2 separate regions of the Athene noctua genome follow, and region 2 is linked to region 1. A link is a contact called in public Hi-C data. All regions are on one chromosome and are shown on one strand. Each heading gives the region's core, a stretch centred on a gene start, on an enhancer-like site or on the middle of the called end of the contact. The rest is flanking DNA. Distances are from core to core; before and after follow the strand shown. Region 1 holds the start of ERN1 (endoplasmic reticulum to nucleus signaling 1). Region 2 holds the start of DDX5 (DEAD-box helicase 5).

Region 1 (4,780 bases), core at 1,195-3,694:
CTCTACTGCATTTTTCATTGCTGTATCTGAGATGTCACCCTTTTATAATGTGTTCCCATACATGGCTAGGACAATTCCAAGAGCCATACACTGTGTCACCTAAATAACACAAGACAGCATTTCATCTTATAAAGAAAAGACAGGAAAAGAAGCCCTTGTATGAACATACAACATAAACTGTAGGAAAATAATATTAAAGTTGGGGTACAAAGTAACAGTACATTTGTCAGAAAAAGAAAACACAGAGCAGCAAATCACCAGTACTCTTAAAAGAAATCTATTGAAAACACAATCACATGTTGTGTGAATGATCAATGAAAACGCAATCTCATGTGAATGATTCTCATGCGAATCAGTCAATGAAAACGCAATCTCATGTTCTTCATGTCACCTCAATATCAAGAATTGTATGCCAGTCTTTTTCATGGAAATTTATTCCTCAAGTGACATTAATAGTTCTACATAAGCCTTCCCAGTTAAATGGGTTAATCACAGGTGAGATGACTGGGGTAGAGTTCACAGATATGAAAACTAGTTCTGAAAAGGGACTGAAGTATGTAATAGATTTTAACTTGGAAGTCATGGTGGGGATTACAGCTGGCAGAGCAAAAGACTAGAGAGGGAGCTGAGAAATGGAAAACCTGCGATCAGGTAGTGATCTGAGGTAAGCTGTCAGGGCAGAGAGACCAAGATGAGAGACAATCCAGGGGAAAAAAAAGGGGGCTGAATTCTACTGGGGCCCAAGCCCGGGTTTTTGTGACTATGCAAGTAAAATTATACAAAATTTAGTAATAATCTGTTGTTTCAAATAGTATTTTTGGTATTTAAAAATACTTCTTAGTATCCTTATTGAGTACTATTTTAAAATTTTGTAAGTTTGCAAATCAGTGTTTTCCTTGCAAAATCTGAACTGCAAACCTGTCAAGACCCTGAAGATATCTCAGTCCAACCTTACAGTCCAGACCAAGGCAAAGACATTAACACCATAAAGATTTTAAAGCAATTTTTGCTGACCGCCTGTGTTTAATTTTTTCCAGTTTCGTAACGAAGGAACAACACTAGGTACGTTATACAACTTCACTACTAAATGTGTTTACTTTTAAAGAAGGGCAATGGAGCTATTATATCCCAGGTAAAAAAGCCTTCAGCTTTGCTTAACCTGAACTATAACCTCATCTATTACACCAGCATTTTCAGGTAACAATGAACAATCCATCAAACAACATAACCTAAAACTTTCCTCTGTCACACTCAGTATAATGGAAACAGCAAACGCCAGCTGGCCTTTTCATTGTCTCCTGATCCTGAGAATTTACAAAGGAAAGCACCTTTCAGAATGTTTGAATACTTAAGTTTTTCATCTCAGTGTACACACAGTAGACGGCACCCATTTTAAAGTACGCTGTTTAAAATTATTACCTCCGTACAAATAACCTGCTCCGCATTCCATCTGCTCTCACCAGTTTCACTATTCCCTGTGCTTTTATTACCCCACGCCGTACCTTATAACCAGCCTCTTAAGAGGTTGTGTAGAGGCAGCGACTTGTGCACTTCGACTTTCACCTTTGAATTCAGAACTGTAGTCTCTTTTGGATACCAACCTACTCGATGGACACTTAGTGCACATTGCTGTCTCCGCTCTGAAACAGAAGGATCGAAATGCCGTAAGACGGTCAGCAGGGCAGGCAGCGAGCCATGGCTGTTTGGATACCAACACACATACACCGGGGTTTTATCGGAAAGCAAAGAATCCTCCTCACTTATGATGTAATGAGGGGACAGAGCAAAGATCCAGCATGTCTCAGAAACTCCTCTAAACACCTACACACTTTCAGCTTCCAAAAGTTTCTTTGTCCTACTTTTATCAACCACTTTCTGGGAAGTTAACTCTATTTTCTATTTCGAGGGTTAGCGCTCACGCTACATGTTGGGGTACGCGTTCCGTGGAACAGGCAGAGGGTTGGCCCGGACCGGGCTGGCACCCCGCAGCCCCCCACCCCGGCGCACCCCGCGCTAACGGCAGGAAAACGGGCAGCGCGCTGGCTTCGCAAACCGCCGATGCGCACCGACGGCAGAGCGCCGGCAGGAGCCCACCGGGCCGTTCCTACAGCCCGCGACTCCCCTCCCCGCGCGCGGGGGGCCCGGCCTGCGCGGGGGGCGGCCTCCGCCGGCCCTGCCCGGCTCGGCCGTCCCCGCGCCCCGAGCGACCCGCGGCCGGGCGCACCGCGGCGGCTGCACCGCGGCCGCCGGCGCCCCAGGCCCAGCGGGCAGGCTCGGCCCGGGCCGCGCCTCGCTTACCCCGGGCCTCGGCGAGAGCAGCACCAGCAGCGCGCCCAGGCGGAGGAGAAGCAGGAACGGCGGGGGGCGGCGCGGCTCCATGGCTGCCACCCGCGGGGGCGCGCAGCCCGCTCCCCCCGCGCCGCGCAGCCTGCGCCCGCCGCGTGTCCGGCGCCACCCGCGCGGCGGGGCGGGGCGCGGCGGGGCCGCCCGCGGTGACGTCGGTGGCCCGGCCCGGCCCGGCGCAGGTACTGCCCGTGCGACCCCCCCCAGCCTCCCGGCGGTGCCTTCGGGCTCCCCGGGGAGCTGCGGCCAGCGGGGCCTCGCGGCTTCGTTCCGCTGCCGGAGCCGCCCGCTCTGTGCCAAGCCCCGACCAAACTGCCGCCGGCCCGGGGGGGAGCGGCGGGGGGGGGGCGATGACAGCTGGCTGGCTGCCGCTGGTTGTTTGGGGGGTTTAAAACACCTTGTGGGTAAATTCGGGCTCGACGAATTGCCGCCCTCCCCCAGCTATCGATTTTTCGCTTTCAAAGCAGATCGGGTCAAATTTATTTGGCACGGCTCCTGTTTTGACAAAGTCACTGTTGACCCTGGTGTGCCTTGCAAATGCCTTAAATAAATGCAAAAACAAGTAACGTGCCTCTCTGAACCAAAAACCAGGTCCAAACTCCTCGGAACTGATAAAAATAAACACAAAAATTACTGAACCAAATCGAAGCAGCTTTAGAAACACTGTTTGGTAAAGGCTTAGCTTTCAGGTGCCTATTTATATAACAAAGCCACTTTGTCCTTGCTACATATTGTTTGCTTTTTAATACTGATACCACTAATGGAGCCGCAGAGCACACCGAGTGCTAAATGTGCAGCCTGCACGGAACAGATCAGCTCTGGCAGCTCCCTCTTAATGTGTGCCTTTGGTTATACGGGCAGGAGGCATAATTAATGATCTAACCTGCAAGTATGAATACATAAAAACATCCTGGAGGTACAAACCACACAGATTTCAGTTCCCCGGTACTGACAGATGGGTTTCTTTATGGAGGACTGGGATTTGCAGCATTTGAGAACAAGCAGGCCAGCTAACACGCTGCATTACGCGTGCCATGGTAACAGCACGGACAAGGCACACATCTAGACCTCTACCACACGACGGAAAGTCCTCATAACCATGCACAGCGGCGGTCAACGCGGGCAGCTGTGCCTCTGTGGAAAGCACACGCGTGTTGTGCGAGATCCGAGGCCCGCGGTGTTAGCGCTCTCGCCGCGCTGCCTTCGCTCAGCTCCCGGCTTCGGGCTCGGCCGGTACCGCAGGATGGCAGCATTTCCCTGCTCGCCGGCCTCCACCTTCCCCGGGAAAAAAAAAAAAACTCGTAGCTGCCGGCCCGGCCCTCAACTCTGAAAATTGGTACCATTACCTCTCGAGCTGAATTTCATGCCGCGCTACGTTAAGGAAGTTTTTCAGCTGCGCAAACACTGCGAGCGCCACATCGAACCGTAGTTATTTAACGGGAGTGCCTCCCAACGGCCTCACGGGAGGTAGGAGAAACGTCAAAACCAAGGCGAGAGGAGCGGTACCGCGGGCCCTCCCGCTCCCCTCGCACCTCTGCCCAGAAACTGCGGAACCGCCTCTGAGGTCCGAGCGGGGCCTAAGCTTTTACATTTTTAATATTAAGCCCTATTTTTTAATCAAAGATCAACGCGATAGAGAAAACTACTAAAGGAAAGAGCACTATTGTTTCTGAAAAGGCGAATAAAGCCACACCAACGCGGGGGGGGGGGGGAGCACCCCCAGAGCCCCCTCAGCCTCTTCCCGCCTCCGCGCGCAACCGCACCCGGATGAGCACGTGCCCCCCGGATTTGAATCCTATTGGGCGAAACACTGAGGGGCGGGGCGCCGGTTGTCTATAAAAGGGAGCTCCGCGGAGCCTCGGCCTTTCTGTCGGCGCGGCGGGCGGAGGTGAGCGCTGGGCTGGCGGCGGGGGGCGGGCGGGCAGGCCGGGCCGGGCCGCGCTGATGTCCTTGACACGTGTTAGACTGCTGACATGCATGAAGCAAACCTACTACTGAGCGCCCAGGCTGCCGCCCACCGCGCGGGGCGGCTGCGGTGCACGGCGTCTGTAACCTCCCCGTTTCCCTCCGTGTCTTGCAGGGCCCGTGTGGCGACCGGCGGCGGCGAGCGGCCCGTCAAATAAAGCTGTCGTGCACCCCGCGAACGTGTCCGGCTGGTCCTTGCGCGCGTCTCGGCCCGTGTCCCGCACTGCCTTTGACCCGGCGGGGTGCCCTGCCCGCGGCGCCGCTGGCCAAGCTGCAGTGCTAGAGCGAAGCGCTTGTTCATAACTGGGGCAGCTCGGCCCGACCCGGGTGGCTCTTTTAAAAGCAAGTGACAGCTCGTCGCGGCCCCCCCAACCCCGTTCACGTCGCGGGGCAGCGCTGCCGCCACCGCACAAAATGGCGGCGGGGGGAGGGCGGCGGCCACAGCCGCTGGCGCAGAGGGTGACAGCAGGGA
Region 2 (4,780 bases), core at 1,444-3,943, 140 kb after region 1:
GACATCTAGCCCCGTTCTGTACAATTTTAAGGACAACCTAATCAGACCTTATAGAATGTTCTTGGGATCCTAACAAAACGTGGAACCGCTTTAGTCATACAGAGAAACACAACACAGCTATGCACCCTTATGACTGCAGACAACTGAACTGTAAAAAAAAAAATCCCATTCTCTAGAAATTAAGATCCCCTTTCATTTAGGAATACTTACAATAGGTCCATCTCCTCGCTCCAGGAATGGCTGATGATTTATATGCACAATAGCAGGCAACAAGTACTGTTTGGGAGAAAGAAAAGTCTCATTAGTCTCTTCCCAGAAGTGTTCAGCCCGCACTAAGCTAGGCCATACTTTCACTGCTGAAATCCAACAGTATTCCAGGCTACAACCAACACTTACAGAGAGTGTTTTCCCTGATCCAGTCTGTGCCACTCCAACCATATCCAATCCACTCAATGCCACAGGCCAACCTTGTGCCTGAATAGCAGTTGGTTCAGTGAAGTTCTGCCTCTGAATTACTTCCATAACATTTGCTTGAAGAGAAAAGTGAAACTTAAGACACTGTTTTAATCAAGTCTAGAAGAATAACCAGTATGCTAGTCTTCACTTACCAGGAAAGTTAGCTTCATAGAAGTTTATAATTGGTTTTGGACAGTTATGGCCCCTAACTGTGACTTCTTTGCTTGATCTGTACTGTTCAACTTCTTGCTGCAAGACAAGAACAAGATTTTTTGAAATAAGCTTTGATACCAAACTTGTAAGTTACCCCATCCACGCTTGCTGGGCCCCATGACACTCAGCATGTTTGCACTTTTTGTTTACTTTTGCATGAGTTAGGGTACATACCACAGTACGTCTAACTACATCAGGATGTTCTTGATAGAAGTTCTTCTCAAATTTGGGCAGCTCATCTAAATTCCATTTCTTTTTTGTAAGTTTCTCCCCAGGGTTTCCAAATTTCTTCCCAGAGAGGGGTCCACCTCTACTTCCTCCAAAACGAGGGGCTCCAAACCTAAGGAAGATCACACCTTAATCCAAGAGAAACGTTTTGGTGCTGCTCTTACACAACTTAACTGCTATATTTGTGGTCCATCCTGTAACTTTACAATTCAAATTTATAAATCCCACCTGCAGGATACTGAAACTTCAGATGCCACAATCTGCCTAGTTACAACTAACTCATGTTCAGAGGCTGAGGTAACACGTATGTCTGTGGCTTCCTTAAAGTGAAATTGAAAGGCCTATTAGCAAGTTACCGCACAGGCAAAGGACATTAAAACCTTTGTACTACCTCATGATCAAAATGGTTTCCCACCCAAGTGACACTCCCACTGTGTGTCAGCCTGCAAAAAGTGAGCAGAGACACTTACAAAACCTTGGGGCAACTTTCCCATAAAGCGTTTTCTTGTACCCCAAAAGAGAGACTTCTCTCGGTAACGATGTTTTACGAGGCCACGCCATTTTTACGTTAGTATTTTAGGTTCGCTCCCTCCATTCAGAAAAGCCTCGTCTCGAAAGCCTGACCCGGCAGCCCCGAGGCGCAGCTCGAAGCAACGCAAAGCCCTGCACTGAGGACCGCTAAACTGGATCCGAGCGTGGGGCTCCCTCCCCCGCCCCGATTGCTCCCCAATTTTGGCCGGGCAGGCGCTGGGAGCGATCCTTCCCAGCACAACACAGCGCTCCCAGAGGGGACCTGGCTGAGTGGCCGCTGCTTCCTGCCAGCGCTGTTTCCTTTGTCTCTCATTTCTGTCTACGCCACATTTTCCAACCGCTGCCATTTTAGACTCTGAGCTGGGCGGGGGGAGGAGGAGGAGGAACAAAGGCAGCAGCAGCAGCCGGCATTTTGATTTCCCCTCAGTCACCGCATGGCGGGGCCGGCCATTAACATCCGCTTACACAACACAAAGCGGGAGCCGGCCGGCTTCTACCAGCAACAGCTAGAGCCACCGTCCCTTGTGAGGGGGAAGGGAGGAGGAGGGAACCGCCCTACCGAGAGCTCCCCAAAGCTTCGGCACCGACGAAACGCCCGGCCAACCCACTGACCCACAAACCTCCAGCCAGCCCGCGTTCCCCGGCCCACCCCCAGTGACGGGCGGAGAGGGGAGAATCGAGCTCTGCGTGGGCCATCCGCACCCGGGGGTATGTCCCTGGAGAGCGGGGAGGGCGAGTCCATTTCCTCCAAAAAAAAAAAAAAAACCAAAAAAAAAAAACCCCACCCGCGTCCTTCATAAGCCGCCACACACAAGCGGGGGCAGCGCTGAGGCGGAAGGACCGAGCCCCCCCGCGGATCACACCGCCACCCACGCACAGCTGCCGCCCTCGCCGGCGTTCAGGGCTCCTTAAACCACTTCCCCTTCCCCGGCCTCCCCGCGCGAAGCTCCGGAGGCCTCGGGACGGCAAGTGCTGAGGAGAAGGGCTCCAGGGCCCAACCCCCACGACTCGCCGCCATTTTAAACGGCTGAAAAAAACAACCACCGGAACCCCGCAGTCAGGATAAGAGTCCGGACGCTGGCGGCGGCTAGCGCCGGCCGGGCCCCCGGACTCACCCTCTATCCCTGTCGCTGGAATACCCGGGCATGGCGATGGTGGCGGTAGGCGAGACGATCCCGGTCACTTAAAGTGGGTGTCGAAGGGCAGGGCAGGATCCGACGCCGTTGGTGGGGGCACTGAATGTAGAGCGCCTCTCCGCCCGGATGCCGGTTATATAAGGGGGCCGCGGGGGCTGCTGGGAACCGGCCGGTGACGCCACCGCAGGGCCCGCCCCTTCTCTTATGTAACGGCCCGATAGGCCCAAACCCCGCCCCCTCCCGTGTGGGCGTGGCCACAGCTCGGCCGACTGACCGGCTTCTGCTCTCGCGGCCGGAAGTTCCCCTCCTCCTCAGGGCGTGGCCTCCGCTGACGTCACTGCCCGCAGCGCCCCACCCGGAGGGCCCCCTCCCCCCGCAAGGCAGGGCGCGCGCGGCCGCGCCTGCGCAGAGCCGCTGGCGGCCCGCGGCCTGGTGGCGCCGGCTCGTCCCTTGGCCGAGGCCTGTGCGCGCCGCGAGCGGGCCTTGGCCTGACGGGAGCGGGGATTTCCCCCCTCCCAGCCCTTGGCCGCTGCACCTTGATGCCTTTCGGCCTCCCGGTTTGCCCAGAGAGCCGTTTGGCTGCGAGCTGTGGCGCAGGAGCAGCGGTGAGGCAGCGTGCTTCAGTTCAGGCCTGGCTGGGGCCGGAGGGCAGCTGGTGGAGCAGAGGGACCCCAGCTGCCCGCAGTGAAGTTCCCTGAGCTAAAAGCCTCACAGCGACAGTCACATAAACTGTTTGTAGAAAGCCTCCTGCAAGAGGTGAAACCCAGGCTTAAGTGGAGTTACCACATTTTAACTAGTAACTGATACTTGAAGGAAAGGTAGGTGCAGCCACACACCCGGGATCTCCCAGAGACTCAAGTCAGACACGCAGATCCCCACAACAGGTTGGACACATAACAGCAGATAGATATTAAACGCTACTTCGAGCAGCGCTTTTAGACTGCTACCCATTGCCCTTTATAAATATTAAATACATGTGATTGGAAGCAGTTACTATTTTTATCTCCTAATTCCACAACAGGGCTAGTAAAGCAATTCAAAGGTCACAAGAAGTGCACCAGTGCACTAAAGGACAGGACTGTTTAGAAAGTGCATGTATCATAAACATCAAATAGCTGAAGCGGATACTGTGTTGCTTATCTGCCCTGCTTTGCTAGCCCGAGGAATAACCTGAATATCTTGCTACCCGAGGCTTAAAGCACACAAAGGAAAAGGTGAAGCTTGAAGCATAAATGCAGTCATATTGCCAGACCACCTGTTTCAAGCAGTGGTGAATGCAAATGAAAACAACATAAGGAAGAAGTGCTGTAATAACACTCTCTGTTTATATCCTCCCACCTTCTAGCAATCCATGCTTTAAGGCTTTTCTGAGACAAAAATAACTGTATTTTATGGCCATTTCTTCACATTTTTGTCTTATTTATACTCTTAGCTTTTAAAATACCACGACAATGTCTTTCACAGTTTAATCATACACTACCTGAAAAACATTTCCTTTCTGTCTCAGCACGTTGCCTGGTAAGAACAAGGGGCACCGATGAGTTATTAGAAATGGTGAGTAATAAATTTCTGTTTATTTATACCCTTTGTGGCCATTAATATCTTCTAAGTCACCTCCTTTGTAAACTAGATCTGCAGTCTATCCTCTCCTTTAAAAGCAAATCCACACTTCTGATTATCCTTGCCATTTTCTCTTTATTAACAAGGATTCAGGATTTGAGCCCCATACAGATTTACATAATGAAGGCATACAGATGCTTTTGATCTGTTATATATTGTTTCCTAATCTTTTTCCTTTTTTTTTTTTTTGATTGTTGCTAAGAATGGAGCAAGGTTCTTCAAAGAATACTACTAGATGTTTCCACGATCTCTTCCTCAAACTAACAACTAAATTAGGCTTTTGTTTATGAATAGCCACAGCTGTTCCCACTTAGCAATTTGGAATACCACCTCAATCACTCACTTTTTAATTGTTTTGTTCTTTTAGTAGCACTTGACTAGGTTTCTTAATGCTGCAAATTGCCTGCAAATATCCCCTGCAAATTTCTGATAGGGGATCCTTCCCTTTTTTTTTTTCAGTATGAGTTACTGATTTAATATAGCTTATTAAATATTTTTCTCCAAAAATACCCCTTTTAACACTCGATACCTACTACCTACTCACTCTATAGGCTTCCTGCTTCTGAGGAGTCTGAAAAAGGTTTTTTCAAAGGCTG

Evidence for each region. A called contact is a pair of places that touch in the nucleus more often than the background predicts.
Region 2: a Hi-C map of heart shows a contact between it and region 1, with 2.5 times the contacts expected there. The contact joins the promoter of DDX5 here to the promoter of ERN1 in region 1. A contact is called at or near these places in 2 of 2 Hi-C or Micro-C datasets (heart and liver).

What each region holds. Positions count from the first base shown.
Region 1 is chr18:10,529,667-10,534,446 of bAthNoc1.hap1.1, forward strand. ERN1 (endoplasmic reticulum to nucleus signaling 1) reads right to left here and starts at 2,445. Exons shown (of 22, transcript XM_074921912.1): 1 at 2,299-2,445. The coding sequence starts at 2,379. It overlaps LOC141968112 (small nucleolar RNA SNORD104), which reads left to right and starts at 4,282; the gene lies at 4,282-4,343. It overlaps LOC141968113 (small nucleolar RNA SNORA50), which reads left to right and starts at 4,527; the gene lies at 4,527-4,663.
Region 2 is chr18:10,672,415-10,677,194 of bAthNoc1.hap1.1, forward strand. DDX5 (DEAD-box helicase 5) reads right to left here and starts at 2,694. Exons shown (of 13, transcript XM_074921793.1): 1 at 2,568-2,694; 2 at 844-1,009; 3 at 609-705; 4 at 397-530; 5 at 211-276. The coding sequence starts at 2,575.